Linked DNA regions of Rattus norvegicus: region 2 is linked to region 1. Evidence: chromatin contacts called from public Hi-C data. All regions are on one chromosome and are shown on one strand. The core of a region is the stretch at or near the end of the contact, and the rest is flanking DNA. Distances in the headings are between cores, read along the strand shown. Region 1 has its middle 110 kb from the start of Chic2. Region 2 overlaps Lnx1 (ligand of numb-protein X 1).

What was found. A called contact is a pair of places that touch in the nucleus more often than the background predicts.
Region 2: a contact with region 1 is called in a Hi-C map of liver, with 2.8 times the contacts expected there. The contact joins two enhancer-like sites. A contact is called at or near these places in 5 of 12 Hi-C or Micro-C datasets (the A7r5 cell line, frontal cortex, liver and 2 more).

The regions. Positions count from the first base shown.
Region 1 is chr14:33,614,527-33,621,288 of GRCr8, reverse strand. No RefSeq gene overlaps it. Among named protein-coding and RNA genes, the nearest start is that of Chic2, 110 kb to the right of the region's middle. Within about 2 kb of position 3,773, at least 41 of the 93 cell types and tissues checked have an H3K27ac peak or open chromatin away from gene starts, as enhancers often do.
Region 2 is chr14:33,925,810-33,932,571 of GRCr8, reverse strand. All of the region lies in intron 2 of Lnx1 (ligand of numb-protein X 1), which reads right to left. Among named protein-coding and RNA genes, the nearest start is that of Lnx1, 61 kb to the right of the region's middle. Within about 2 kb of position 3,126, at least 5 of the 93 cell types and tissues checked have an H3K27ac peak or open chromatin away from gene starts, as enhancers often do.

The sequences.
Region 1 (6,762 bases), core at 2,524-5,023:
AGCAAAGATTCATTCCTCGACTTCACTCTCCCTAAAGCTATGTCTCCCCTCCCCGGCCATCTTCTCAAATGAATACACACGCTCGAGAAGCAAGGGCTTGCCTGGACACCAACCTTCAGCAGGACCTTCCGCATCTTCCCTACTTCAGCAACAATATTTATTTTCTCCAATTTTAAAAAGCTGGTGGTCTGACCGAGGAGAAAGAGGAGACACAAACAAATGGGGCCAGGAGAGAAGAGTGTTTGAAACAGCCAGGTCTCCGGTTTGATTGCTACAGACCTGTATCTGCCCCTGCTGGGGCAGACTGTATATCCTTAACCATTCTGGCTCCCTCCAGCCCCCTTCCCAAGATCCCTCAAAGAGAATAGGTCTCTTTGTGCTCCTGGAACGGATTGGTCGGGGCCTCTGCAGATCTGATGCTCTTAGCAGCTTTCACTGCCTTGCAGGGCATCAGCTTAGGGTTGGAGATGTAGCCGGCTTGGCAGAGTGCTTCCTTGTGTGGCAAGCATGAAATGATGGGTCCCCGTCCCTAGCATGGCATCACCCAGAGTGCTAGGATACACCTGTAATAGGCTAGCCTTCATACACACGTCCTGGCTCAAAGGAGGAAGAAGAGGAAGGAGAGGAGGAGGGTGTTAGCTTAATAACTCCCATTTGTGAAGAGCTCCCCAGTTAAGACACACTTGTACTGTGGAGGAACTGGAGGAGATTGGAAAGATAAACTATCAAGGCCCTGGGGAAAGCTCATGTCCTGGCACTAAGAAGGAAGCTTACAGCAACACCATCGCCTTGAGTCTGAGGCCAGCCTAGGATTCACAGTAAAATCTTGTCAAAAAAAAAAAACAAAAAACAAAAAACAAAAAACAAAAAAAAAGCAAAAAAACAAACAAAAAAAAACAAAACAACAAAAAAAAAAACCCAACAACAACAACAACCACAACAAACTCTCCTTGGTTCACAAAAGTCTCTGAGTTCTCCTTTCTGGAGACCACATTTACCACACACTTTTCATTCAATGTTCAAAGCCAAACTAGAAAATGCGGTCTGTCAGACAATGGCTCAGGCAGAGTTTCCCTGTCTCGCTCACTGCTCACTTCACTGCCCACTGCATAGAACCTGCTGTCCCTGACACAGCACAACTCTGAGCTCTCCGTTTATTTGTTTAGTGCTGCAGAGTCTTAAGCCAGGCTGTAAAGAACATCTCAAAACACTGGGACCCCAGACCAGGGTGGATTCCTAGACCAGTTTTAAATCAGCGTTTGTGTTTGGCAGACTCCAGATCTCCATGGAAAGGCCAACCAAACAGTTGTTATCCTTTATGGGGCCTGGGAATGCTGGCGCCAGAGCATGGTAGTCTGGCCCTGAGAGTCAAGGACGGAGGAGGCAATATCAGGAGAAATACGGTAACGTTTCCATCACCAGCTCCGATTCCAGGATGAGCCCCTGGGACGCAGCCTCGCCAAGGCGCGGGTCCCAAGCCTGTGGCAGCCCTGCCCCGCTGAGACTGCGAGTGATTGAAATGCAATCGACCTATGGTGGAGAAAGAAGCGTGGGGGTGAAAAGAAGAGAGATAAGTCTTTAATCAAGGTGCCTGTCCATCACCTAACACTCTCCAGACGGTTTGCCAAACACCAGACTTACCCGAGTGAAAGAAATAACTCTCTTTAGTTTCTGTTCTCAGTCTACTCTATAAATTAACTGTAGACTGGCTTTTTCCCTACTCGTGTCCACACAGCTCCGCTCTAATCCCAACCATCCCTACCCAGGAGAAAAAGCTTGGACAAATACTGGGCTACAGAAATCCAAGAAGTTAGTAGTCAGTATATCATGACTGATTAAATAAACTGGCTAAGAAGCTAGAGAGAGAGACTTGAAAGAGCTTCACACACACACACACACACACACACACACACACACACACACTACACTACACTACACAAGTGTGCAAACATATACACAAACACATACACACACACACAAATTTAAGTTTTAAATATTTACCCATTAATGCTGGGTATGAGGCAGGAGGATCTCTGTTAATCTGAGGATAGTCCAGTCCACAGAGTGAGTTCTGGGTCAGCCAGAGCTACAAAGTTAAGTCTCAAAACAACAAACAAAAATGGCCCCTTAGCCCCTTAGTGGAGGGGCGTCTTCTTCCCTTGGCCTGCCCGAAACCCCATCTTTCTGAGGAAGGCACACTGACTGACTCGGCACTGCCTTTTTCTTCAGGAGCCACCGAATGTTTAAGTATTGAGCTCTATAACCAACCCTGAGGATAACAGCGTCTCTATAACTTGCTTCCTTTCGGTTTTATCATAATTTTTCAGCATAAAATCTCGTGTATGTATCGTGTGTGTGTTTGTGTGTGTGTGTGTGTGATGCCTGTGTATGTCGATGTAGTCATATGTTTGTAGTGCCCATGTAGTGTGTTTAGTGTGTATAAAAGCCATAAGGTGTCCTCAGTCACTCTCCACCTTATGTTTTGAGACAGTCTCCCAGGGAAACTGACGTTCATCACTTAGCTAGGCCTGCAAGCATCAGGGAGCCTCCTGTTTTGGCCTCCCCGACTCTCCTAGCATACATTTCACTGAATGGGCCATCTTTCCAACCCCCAGGCCTTTTCACCCAGTGCAGACCAGGATTGAGTTCTGTCCAATTACCAGATAGATCGTCAGCCTTCGGACTTCAACCCCAGGTATCCGGCTGGCTTCTCTTACAGGAATGAGCCTTCTAGGCAACCCTTTGTTGGAAATTTCCGTTATCTGCCTGGTCTGTGCACTCGGACAGAAGCCTGTGTAAATGCCCCCATCAAAAGCCCTTACTGAGAACAAACGGATCTATCTCTTGGCTTTGTTCCCTGATGTTTTCTTCTTAAATAGACTACACTCTGATAGTTTAGAGATCTGCTGGTGGTGAGAGGGTATTGGAGATCAGAAGAGCCAGTCAGCACTCCTTCTGTGACAGTGACACTCCTGCAATGTGCAGTAGCACCCCTGCAGGCTTTCCACTGGGCAGCAGACACCCAGGTCCCCAAGGACCCAGCCCTTGAGGTAGCTTTATGTCTCTGAGACTGTATCTAAGATTTCCCAAGCTACCAATCAAAGCACTCTGAAAAGCCTAAGTTCCTTGCTGGGCACAGTGGAACCAAATATCTGTCTCCAGAGCTGTCCTGGGAAGTCAAGGACTTAGAGTCACTGGAACTTGGGCTAACTAAAGCTTAGGAACAAAATTCACACATGGCTGATTCCACACGCTATTCCTACCTGGATCATTCTCTTCCTAAGTGACACAGCCCTTCCTCTGACTCTTCACCCGTGGTCCTTGCACTCCTCAAACCCTAAGAAATAGGTGAGAAGCATGATTCAAGTCAACCAAAAAAATGAAGTCATACCGATCTTTAATTTCTAGTTGTGATTCATAGTTATATTCAAATAAAAAACAAAAACAAAACAAAAAAAAAAAAAACCACCAAAAACCTGTGTAAATCAAATTGGCCTACAAGCATGTCTTTCTCTTGCTGGCCTTGCAGCAACAGATTGCCTCAACAGATCCGATCAAACACTGTAGCACTATTTGGGGGCCGCACAGAACATCCCCCACACAACATACAGATGAGCATCGTGATCAAATTATGCGGAAAGAATTCCACAAGCCACAAAGAGAAAGCCCTTCTCTTCCAAATGAGTGGTTGGAACCATAAGAGAGATCCTCGCTGTGGCTGCTGACGTGTCACTTTCTGCTGGGGTTTTATCTTGAGCTCAGCGCTCAATCCAAGCAGAGCTGGGAGACCTCAAACAATGAAGCCTCTTTTTCGGCTTCACACCCACTCTTTCCGAGCTCAGTACTGAGCAAGCGTCAGGCAAGAGTGACTGGCGCAGTGTGGCAGCCTTGGATACGTTCAGATATTTGTGACACCAGAATAAAGATGTTCCCCGTCGCGGAGGCCCTCGCAGTCACACAGAGAAACCACGGAGATGGAAAGACCAGTAAAGGCTCTCTCAGTGTTTCTAAGCTTCCTTTGCCTGCCTGGCCCGCGGAGAAGCTGCAGAGACGCAAACGGACGAAAGAGGGCAGTGTTTGCTGTGGCTTTTGTCCCACTCTTGGCTCTAGCTCAATACAAGCGAGCCAAGACAGAACTATGCCCAGCATTTCATAACACAGGAAGTGGGGAGTAGATTAGATACCGGGCGCCGCAGTCCCCACAAGGGAGCAGTGAGAGAGTCTGTAAAAATCACTCGTTTCCCTATACAAAACCTAGCTATTCCAGAGGCTTCGGTTTTGGTGGGGTTTTTTGGTCTGCTCGGCTAAATTTCTCAGAGAACTTAAGAGAATGTGTAATATTCTCAAACCATCCCAAGTTCGATGGATCCTTTAGTTGAAACCATTCGTTCTGCAGATGGGAGCCAGATTTCTCCATTTATCTTCCATTTCTCTTTGTGCTAAGATTTTATCACTCTGTGAGGAGGGAAAGGCAGGCAGATTTCCCTACAGGAGGTATTTAGAGAATGTGCAGTCATTTCAAAGTAACACACACACACACACACACACACACACACACACACACACACACACACACACACACACGAGGTCCTAGCAAGAGATCCTATCCTGAGCTCTCCATGTCATCTGTCTGTTCTCAGCTGAAATCTTCTCTGCTGACAAGGAAAAATACTCACTTCTACAGAGTAATTCCTTCCTATGAATATGTTTGAGCCCAGCTATGTGTAAGATTACTTTGGTTTGTTTGTTCATGTGTTTGTTTTGAGACAGGATCTAATCGTCACTGCAGCCCAGAATTAACCTCAAACTCCTGGGAGTCCTCCTGCCTCAGCTTCCCAAGTGCCGGGATTACAGGTGTCAGTCACTAACACCTAACTAACTCAATTAAACCTGGCGCAACATATAAATTTCTACTGTAAGACACAAAAATGCTGACAAGGACATAATGTTAGCCTTTAAGAAAGGAAGCACCAAATAAGACACAGGACTGGGTTGTAACTCATAGGTGGAACTCAAGGCCATGGGTTCAATCCCAAGCATAGCCAAGAGCTTTAAAGGAAGGGTCAGACAAAACTATTAATAGTTGTAATACAAGACAGAGCAGAGTCCACAGGGGGAAAGTATTAATTGCAAAAGTAGAGATGGTTTGCATCTGGATTAGAGGATGAAGGAAGGAAGGCACATGGAAGAGAAACTTGCGCTTGAGCTCAGAAGAACCAGTGGGCTTTAAGAAACTCACAGATGACAGATGGTGGGAAAGAGGCTCCCAGGCCTAGAAAAAGCCAGACTCCGAGAGCCAAGCATGGTAGTGCATGCCGGTAAACCCAGCACACCAGAAGCTCAGACAGGAAGGTTGAAAGTTTAGGACTAGCCTCGGCTACATGGAGGGACCCTGTCTCCATCAGGAAGTCAAGCTGTAAGAGCTTGGGCCAGTTAAGAGTCAGCTGGCAAGTGCAAGTCTGTAGCTCCTACTAAAGGGAGGGGAAGAGTCTGGAACGGCTGCTTAGACTTCTCTCCAGACACTGCAACAGAACGGCGGCCGGTGTGGTCCAAAGCCATGGGGAGGAGCGCACTGGGGTCTCTGGGGAGGGCTCAGGGGACAGGCACAAAATAAAAGTAGAGAAGGTGCAGTGACTTAACAGCCAAGTGAATGACAGGGGAGGGAATGGGGGCCCGAGGTGTCGCCAGCAAAAGGTGAAGGAAGGTTAGAGGAAGAGAGTCAGAGTTCTGGAGTTGACATGTTTGCTGACTCAGACGCTGCTATAAGTGATCAATACGGATTTAGCCAAAGCACCGGTGAGAACCAGGGCTGGAAAGGGAGGGGCGCGTTTCAGATGAAGCCTGGTGCATCTGACAAGGACCCTTCAGGAAGGTCATCTTGCTATCCCAAGCCACAGCCTCATAGTCCTCATCTAGAGGCCGGGTGGCTGGGCGGCTGGGTGGCTGGGCAGCCGGGCGACCGGGCTCTGGGCTTGGCACGGGGGGCTTGCCTGGACCTTGCCTGTTTGTCACTGGTTTGACCACTTACCCAAGAAAGCCTGATATTACAATAAGGACCGATATGAAGGTGAGCGAGTCCTGGGAGGAGAGCAAGAGGATGCTCATTTGCTGTGTACCGGGATTATTCCTGTAAGGAAAATCACCTCGTCCAAGAGCCTCATCGAAGGCCTCTGAGAGTGCTCTGAAGCTCTGTGCTCTGGATGTGGGGGCAAGAAGGTCTCGCATCTGAGGTCAGTTACAGCTGAAGAATTCAAGACCTCGTCTCAAAAACGTGGAAACACGGACTCTGAAGACATATTCAAAATGTGTTCTGGCTTTTAGATAGTCAGTCGAAACAACTTTCTGGGCAAACTTCCACTGAAAAGCAAACCATGAAAAAAAAGAGAGAGAGAAGAGAAGGAAGGAGGAAGGAAGGAAGGGAGGAAGGAGGGAGGGAGGGAGGGAGGGAGGGAGGAAGGAGGGAGGGAAGAAGGAAGGAAGGAAGGAAGGAAGGAGGGAGGGAGGGAGGAAGGAAGGAAGGAAGGAGGGAGGGAGGGAGGGAGGGAGGGAGGGAGGAAGGAAGGGGGGAGGGAGGGAGGAAGGAAGGAAGGAAGGAGGGAGGGAGGGAGGGAGGGAGGAAGGAAGGAAGGAGGGAGGGAGGGAGGAGGGAGGGAGGGAGGAAGGAAGGGGGGAGGGAGGGAGGAAGGAAGGAAGGAAGGAGGGAGGGAGGGAGGGAGGGAGGAAGGAAGGAAGGAGGGAGGGAGGGAGGAGGGAGGGAGGGAG
Region 2 (6,762 bases), core at 1,877-4,376, 310 kb before region 1:
AAAATACATGTTTTTAAATTCGTAGAAGGCCATGTGTTATGGTTTGTATATGCTTAGCCCAGGGAGTGGCACTGTTTCGAGGTGTGGCCTTGTTGGAGTAGGTGTGTCACTGTGGGCATGGGCTTAAGACCTTCACCCTAGCTGCCTGGAAGTCAGTCTTCTAGCAGCCTTCAGATGAAGATGCAGAACTCTCATCTCTGCCGGCACCATGCCTGCCTGGACACTGCCATGCTCTCACATTGATGATAATGGACTGAACCTCTGAACCTGTAAGCCAGCCCCAATATATGTTGTCCTTTATAAGACTTGTCTTGGTCATGGTGTCTGTTCACAGCTGTAAAACCCTAACTAAGATACCATGTGAGAAAAACAGGGTGGTGAAAGAAAGTTAGACTCTCTGGTTGAAAATACCTAGCTGGCAAGTATAGGTCTTCCACCTTACTACTCTGCAAATCTACTCACCCCCCTCAGTCAGTTTCCCCGACTCATCCCATGTGTCAAATGGGCCTAGGGCTGTTCATTTACTATGTCTATTTACTATGTGGTGTAGATATTCATGTGGAGTGTCCAGTACAGCCTGGAACTCGATAGTGAGGCCGGGAACAATAAGCAGTGTGGTTAGTATACCTCAGGGTGAACAGTAGACACAGCGGATGCAAGGAAAAATATTGTACAGTGTATACACACGGGAGACTTACACACGAATAGGAAAAACATCAGGCCTTGCTCATGGAGAGATGCTAGTAGAGACTAGTGTTGGGGGAGCTCACAGCGGGAGAGCACTCACTCTGCTGAGGGGCATAGGGGAAGGTTTTTCAGGATAGGTGAGTCCAGAGCAATGAGGCCCAACGGCTAATAGCCAAGGTGTAGATGCTCCATTCAAAGCCCCGAGAATGTAAGCACATGCTGAGTGCTGGGAATGGTAGATTCCACACAGTGTCCGTCCCTTCCTCCCTCCCTCTCTCCCTCTCTCACTCCCTCCCTTCTTTCCCTTCCTTGATGTTTTTGAGATAGATTCTCACTATGTAGCCCAGGCTAGTCTAGATCCTGCAATCCTCCTGCCTCAGCATCCTATGTGCTAGGCTTACATGTGTATGTGCTGCCACATTTAGTGTTTCCCTTTTGAACGACTATTCCTTCTCTCTCAGAGATCATAGCTTTCCAGAGAGCAAACTAGTGCTCATCCTGGTCACCCCTAAGCCCTCTTTCGAGTGTGTAATGTGCAGGCAGACAGGGCGTCACAGGCTGTGTTAAAACAGCTCAGAGGTCCGAGAGCAGCTAATTTTTTTTCTTCCTTCTGTTTTTAGATACTTTCTGTTTATGCTTCTAATTGTGCTGACTAGACACGGTTTAATAGCTGCAAGCTGCCTTAATCCTTTTAGGAGTGGGGGAGGAGGCAGGCTATATTTTAAATATATGGCAATATTTCACAAGTCCTGGAATGTAAAGCACTAGACATCTCTACTGTGTTTGAGATAAAAATATATGCGTCAGTCATCCTCTTCCGAACACTCCCACGGAGGCTCCTGAGGCTCCTCCCCCACTGTCCCTGCCAGTCAGTTCTCATCATGATATTTGGAAGAGACTCAAGGGACAGTGCAGTTTCTACTCCTAGGACTGCTTTACTTCCCAAGTTTTCTGGTCCTGAACACAAGTCCCCTTCTAGGAACTTTCTGGAAATCACTCTTCCATTCTCTTGATCCCCCCTTCTAAGTTAAAAGCCATGCTTTCTGGGATGGGACCCCCGGGTCACTTGCTTAGCTACCAAAAACCAGGCCAGTACTAAACACCAGTGCTTATGTGTAGTCTTGGGTGAGGCTGGCATGAATTAATGAGTCGAGGAGGTCACCCAGTGGGCAAGCACACCCTCTGGTAGTCAGGTTAGAGGCAGAGAATGCATCTGAGCCTGGATGGGGCTCATCTTAAAGAGCCGACAGACTTCCCAACACCCCACCAGCCACACACTGCTCTCCTTATTACTTCCTCTCTTCTGCCTCCAAACCGCTGGGGGAAATGTCCCCAGTTCTCCAGCCACCCAGTCCCCTTGTTAATCAACACCAGAAAGGAAAATTTTCAAACAAGCAGAGAAGCCACATGAAATGAGAACTGGCATTCTAGTCGCCTGGGGCTCTCAGGTCATCATGGTGTGTGAGGAGGGACAATGTGTCCTCAGGATAGAGTTCACACAGGTAATAAACACTCCAATGCCAACCTCAGTCAGCACGCATGACTCAGTTTACCCAAAGGGCTGGCTTGTATTTGAGGGGAGGGGCGAGATGGAAAGGAAACACAGAGAGGAAGTGGATCTCTGCTCTCTTCATATACAAGTCTCTCTATTTTTTTTTCTATTAATTCTTCTGTAAGAATCTGGTTCTGTGTTTTCATCCTTCAAACCTCAACTCACAAGGCATCATCAATAGTTGGGGCAACTCACACTGGCAGCTATGCCACATACTATGTACTATGGGCCAGGCATGGTATGGAACATGTATCATACCAATCCTCACACCAGCTCTATGAGGAAAATACTGGTATATTCCAGGCACAGAGAACCTTCCCAGTCTCACACCACTGGTACCTGGAGAGGATGGTGGGATTCAAGCTGAGGTATGCACGGTAGGGCTGTAGGATGCCATGCACATTGGTGGCAGATAAATGAATAGTGCTTGCAACACGAGAAGCAGAGGAGACACAAGGAAAACTTGAAGCAGCCTTTGGGCATATTCTACTCTTTACTACCGTATCATCCGCTGCGGCTACTGGGTAGCTGCTGTGAAGAACTCAGGCAGTATGATCTGCCCAGTGTAGCCTGTTCTAATCAAGCCCAGGCCTTCAGGCCTGCAGCTGAGAGACAGGAGCCACAAGCATCACACAGCTTGTGTCCTTGCCTCTGCCCTATCACCAGGGCCATTTGCCAGCAGAGTGCACATCCTAGGTCCCTGCATGCCCTTGGGCTTCCTGTTTCACTGCCAATCTTCATCTCCAGAAATAACCTAATTATCTCTGGGAATAGCTTTGGCCTCCTCGTCCTAGAAGCAAAAGTTTAAAAGGATCCTATTCTGGGCTTTATGGGCACTGCTAGTGCGTTATTTATTCTGCCTCTAGAGGGAGCTCTTTAGTTCCAGACTTCATACTCTTGTGTGGATAAGGCAGGGTATTTGCTGTTGAAAGCAGGCTTTCTCAAGAGAAGGGGCACTGCAAGTAGCCCGTGCTGGCCAGTGTGCCTTTCTTGCTATTGTTCGTGACAATGCTTATGACAGTCATTAGATTGGTGCTTTTAATAGCAGGCACAGAGCTGGGGCTTAGCCTATTCGACATTGTCCTAACTAGGGGATGTTATACCCCTACTTTACAGGTACAGACAATGGGATTCAACACAGAGTCAAGAGCTGGAAGCCAGACACAGTGTTGGGATTCTTATGTTGACCTAAATCCTCTGCAAATCCGTCTCATGGTGATGCAAGCAATATTCATTGTCCTGAAGACGGCTCAGTTCTGAGCACTTACGTCCAACCTATTTACCCCTGCTATAACCTATCGGGCGAGCGAATCCAATCTCTCCCTTTTGCAGATTTGGAAACCATATACAGCTTAACTTGCCCAAGGTCACGGTCAACCTCTAGTGACTATTGGTCTGTTTGCCTGGGACTAACCTGGTTCTGAGACACAGAATTTCCACATAAAAACTGGTCAGTCCTAGGCATACCAGATGAGCTGGCCACCCTGCTGGTGGCAGACAGTGTGAAATCAAGGCTGTGACTCCCAAAAGGATGCTTCTCCCAGTGACAGTAGTACATCACCCCCCACCCCATGTTTTGGCCCAAAGATTTAGTGGAAGCTAGTTGAGGGATGAGGTGGGGGATTTCATGATTTCAGGTGCTTCTGCATGTATGCTCGCTTGGATGCTATTCTCTTAGACTGATGTCCGAAATGTCCCTCCTTCCAATGGATGCTTGAAAATGTTTCTTTACAGCAACCCTAGCAGATCTAAGCTGCATGCAATTCCAATACTTCTCGGAAACTTGAAGAATCAACTCCCCGGTTAGTTTAGACAAAGCCTAGCAGATAGCCAGGGGAGTCTGATAAATATGTGTGCTGCTCCCTGGGGTGCCTCAGAAGAATTCCAAAGCTCAAACCAGATGTGCAATTGACAGAGGTTGATGAGGGATGGTGGAGGCTTTGGGCACAGTCCACATGCCAGGTTAATTCTTCATAGAGACGTCAAGACAGTTTATCCATCCTATGACTCTCTGGCCTCTTTGAGGTCATCAACTTCTTTTCCTGGACATTTTGGGGGAGGGGAGCTGTCAATTCTCAAGCTACAGACAATGAGGGTTTTCTGTCAACTGTTCAGGGGTTGTGATATCACAGGGGTGATGAAGGAGGCCAGATTTTGTTCAACTTTTAGTCTCTGCTATTTTTGGTTCCATTGAGAATTGTTCTACTTACTTTTAAAACACTTGGTCATGAGTCTACCCTGGAGGCATAGGTCTGTGATGTCTGCTACACAGAAGGCTGAGGCAGGAGGATGATAGGTTTTGCTTTATCTAAGAGTGAGCCCAAACTGGCCTGGCTAACAGAGTGAGACTCTATATCAAAGTAAACAATAAATAAAAACAAAATAAAATGCAAAGATGGTTGGAGATGTGGCTCAGTGGCAGAGAGATGACATAACATGTAAACGGGCCTATGTTTAATTCCTAATACTGTAGCATGCATAAGCACGTGCATGTATGTGCACGCATGCACACACATACACACACACACATACATAAACAGCCCATTTTTGGGAGCTGGGCTATGGATCAAATGCTTTTTACTTCAGGGTTGATGGGAAATGGCTTTTGGGGTAATGGGAATCAAGGCAGCCTGACCACTGTGGTTTTCTGATGTGCTTTCCAAATTGCCTGGGCACCCAGATGTCGGCAAGAGTCTGTTTTCCAGTCTTTGTGCTTTTGTGAAGTCCGTTCAACCCCAGGGGCTGTGCAGAGGGGTCACAGCTCCGTGTGGAGATAGCATGGGAGAAGGTGACATGGCATTCAAGTGGAAATTATTTCCAGATGACATTTCAAAACCATTTCTCCATCCCCTCACACCCATTACGTGGCACTCCTTGGGTAACTATGAAAATGCCTCACATCTGTCTAAACCCTTTCCAGGCTGGAAGTCACAGACCCTCCAAAAGCACAGGACTTGACGTTTGGATATTGAGAAATTGCGTTCTTCCTCCCCGTTTGCCAATGTGTCACACGAAGACATTTGGTTCCTTTGTGCTAAAATCCTTTTTGCAAAAACCAAATAAAAAAAGTCCATCTTCCCAAACAGTTTCTATGTTTGCTAAATGAACTTCCTTTCTTTTTTTAACATTCTTAACGGAAACAATAGTACTCTCTCCACAAATTACATTTCGTGACCTCAAAATTAGGTTATGTAAATGTGGAGGACAGAGCGGATGCTGCTCCTGACTGCAGGATTTCCAATGCTGTTAGGTCCCTGGGTTCTCTTGTCAGAGTCACCCCTTAGCTTGAGTTCATTCACTGGGCACAGTGGCTGCACTAGGCCAGGCCTCTTGCAGTCGGATCCATTAACGACTGTCCCTCCTCATGGCACCCACTTTGGCTGCAGGGTTGTGCCCCAAGTTGGCCTCTCCTCTGTGGCCATTGGTCAAACAAATCCTGATTGTTTAATTCAACAGTTGCTTCTAACCTCACGTGGATGCTTCCCTGTATAGTATAGGAATGGGAAGATACCCAAGGCCATCAGTGGGTGCCTGAAATCAGAGAGGACCAAAGCTTATGTTGTCCTAAACATACATGTGTGTGATAAAGTTAATATACAAAGCAGGTACAGTAAGGGACTACGACAAGACCGTGTACGAAACCCATGTTATTGTGGTCCTCAAAGCATCTTTTTGTACCACATTCTCTACCACAAATAAAGAACTATGCAAATCTACAACCTCATTTGTTCATTCGTTCATTCATTCATTTCATAGACATTTAGGTGGATATAATAACGGTCAGGTAGAAGATTAGGCACTGTTAATACAGCCCCGTGGTAGCTGGCCATTTCACACAGGAATAAGAAAGGCACACCAAGACCAGTCTGAGCTACACAGCCATCCCTCCACATCCTTCAGGGTTCACTTCCATGTATCCAACCAAACATGCATAGCATACATCTAATTCCAGAAGGTTCTAAATGTAATGTAAATGTAAAACATGAATCTGCTGAAGAACAGAAGAACAGAGGACCTCAGTGTTGTTCTCTTGTCACTTCAGACATTCCTTGGCACCATGCTCTTGTCTCCCATGGCTTTCGTATCTTCCAGCTTGTATATAAAACTGCAGTTATGACCTCTATTCATGAATGCCTCCTTAGGTTTTATTAGAGTTGAATAGAAATAGTTCTCTTTTCTGACTTAAACTCAAAAGTTAACTGTCTGGGGCTGGGAGCACGCTTCAGTAGATTAAGCACTTGGTATGCAGTGTTTGGCTCCGATTGCGGGAACCCAGGGGAGTGGGTGTGGCAGTCCACCTGGAATTCCAGCATTGAGAATATGAAAGGCAGAGACAGGATCTCCAGAGCAGGCTGGATAGCTAGAACACATCTTCTCAGTGAGCCCTATGAGAGACTCCACCTCAATGAATAAGGTAGAGTGTAACCAAGGAGGCCTCCTGATGTCGACCTCAGGCCCCCATGTGTGAAGGTACATGTGCATACTCCACACATACACACACATGTGAAACAAAGTAACAGACT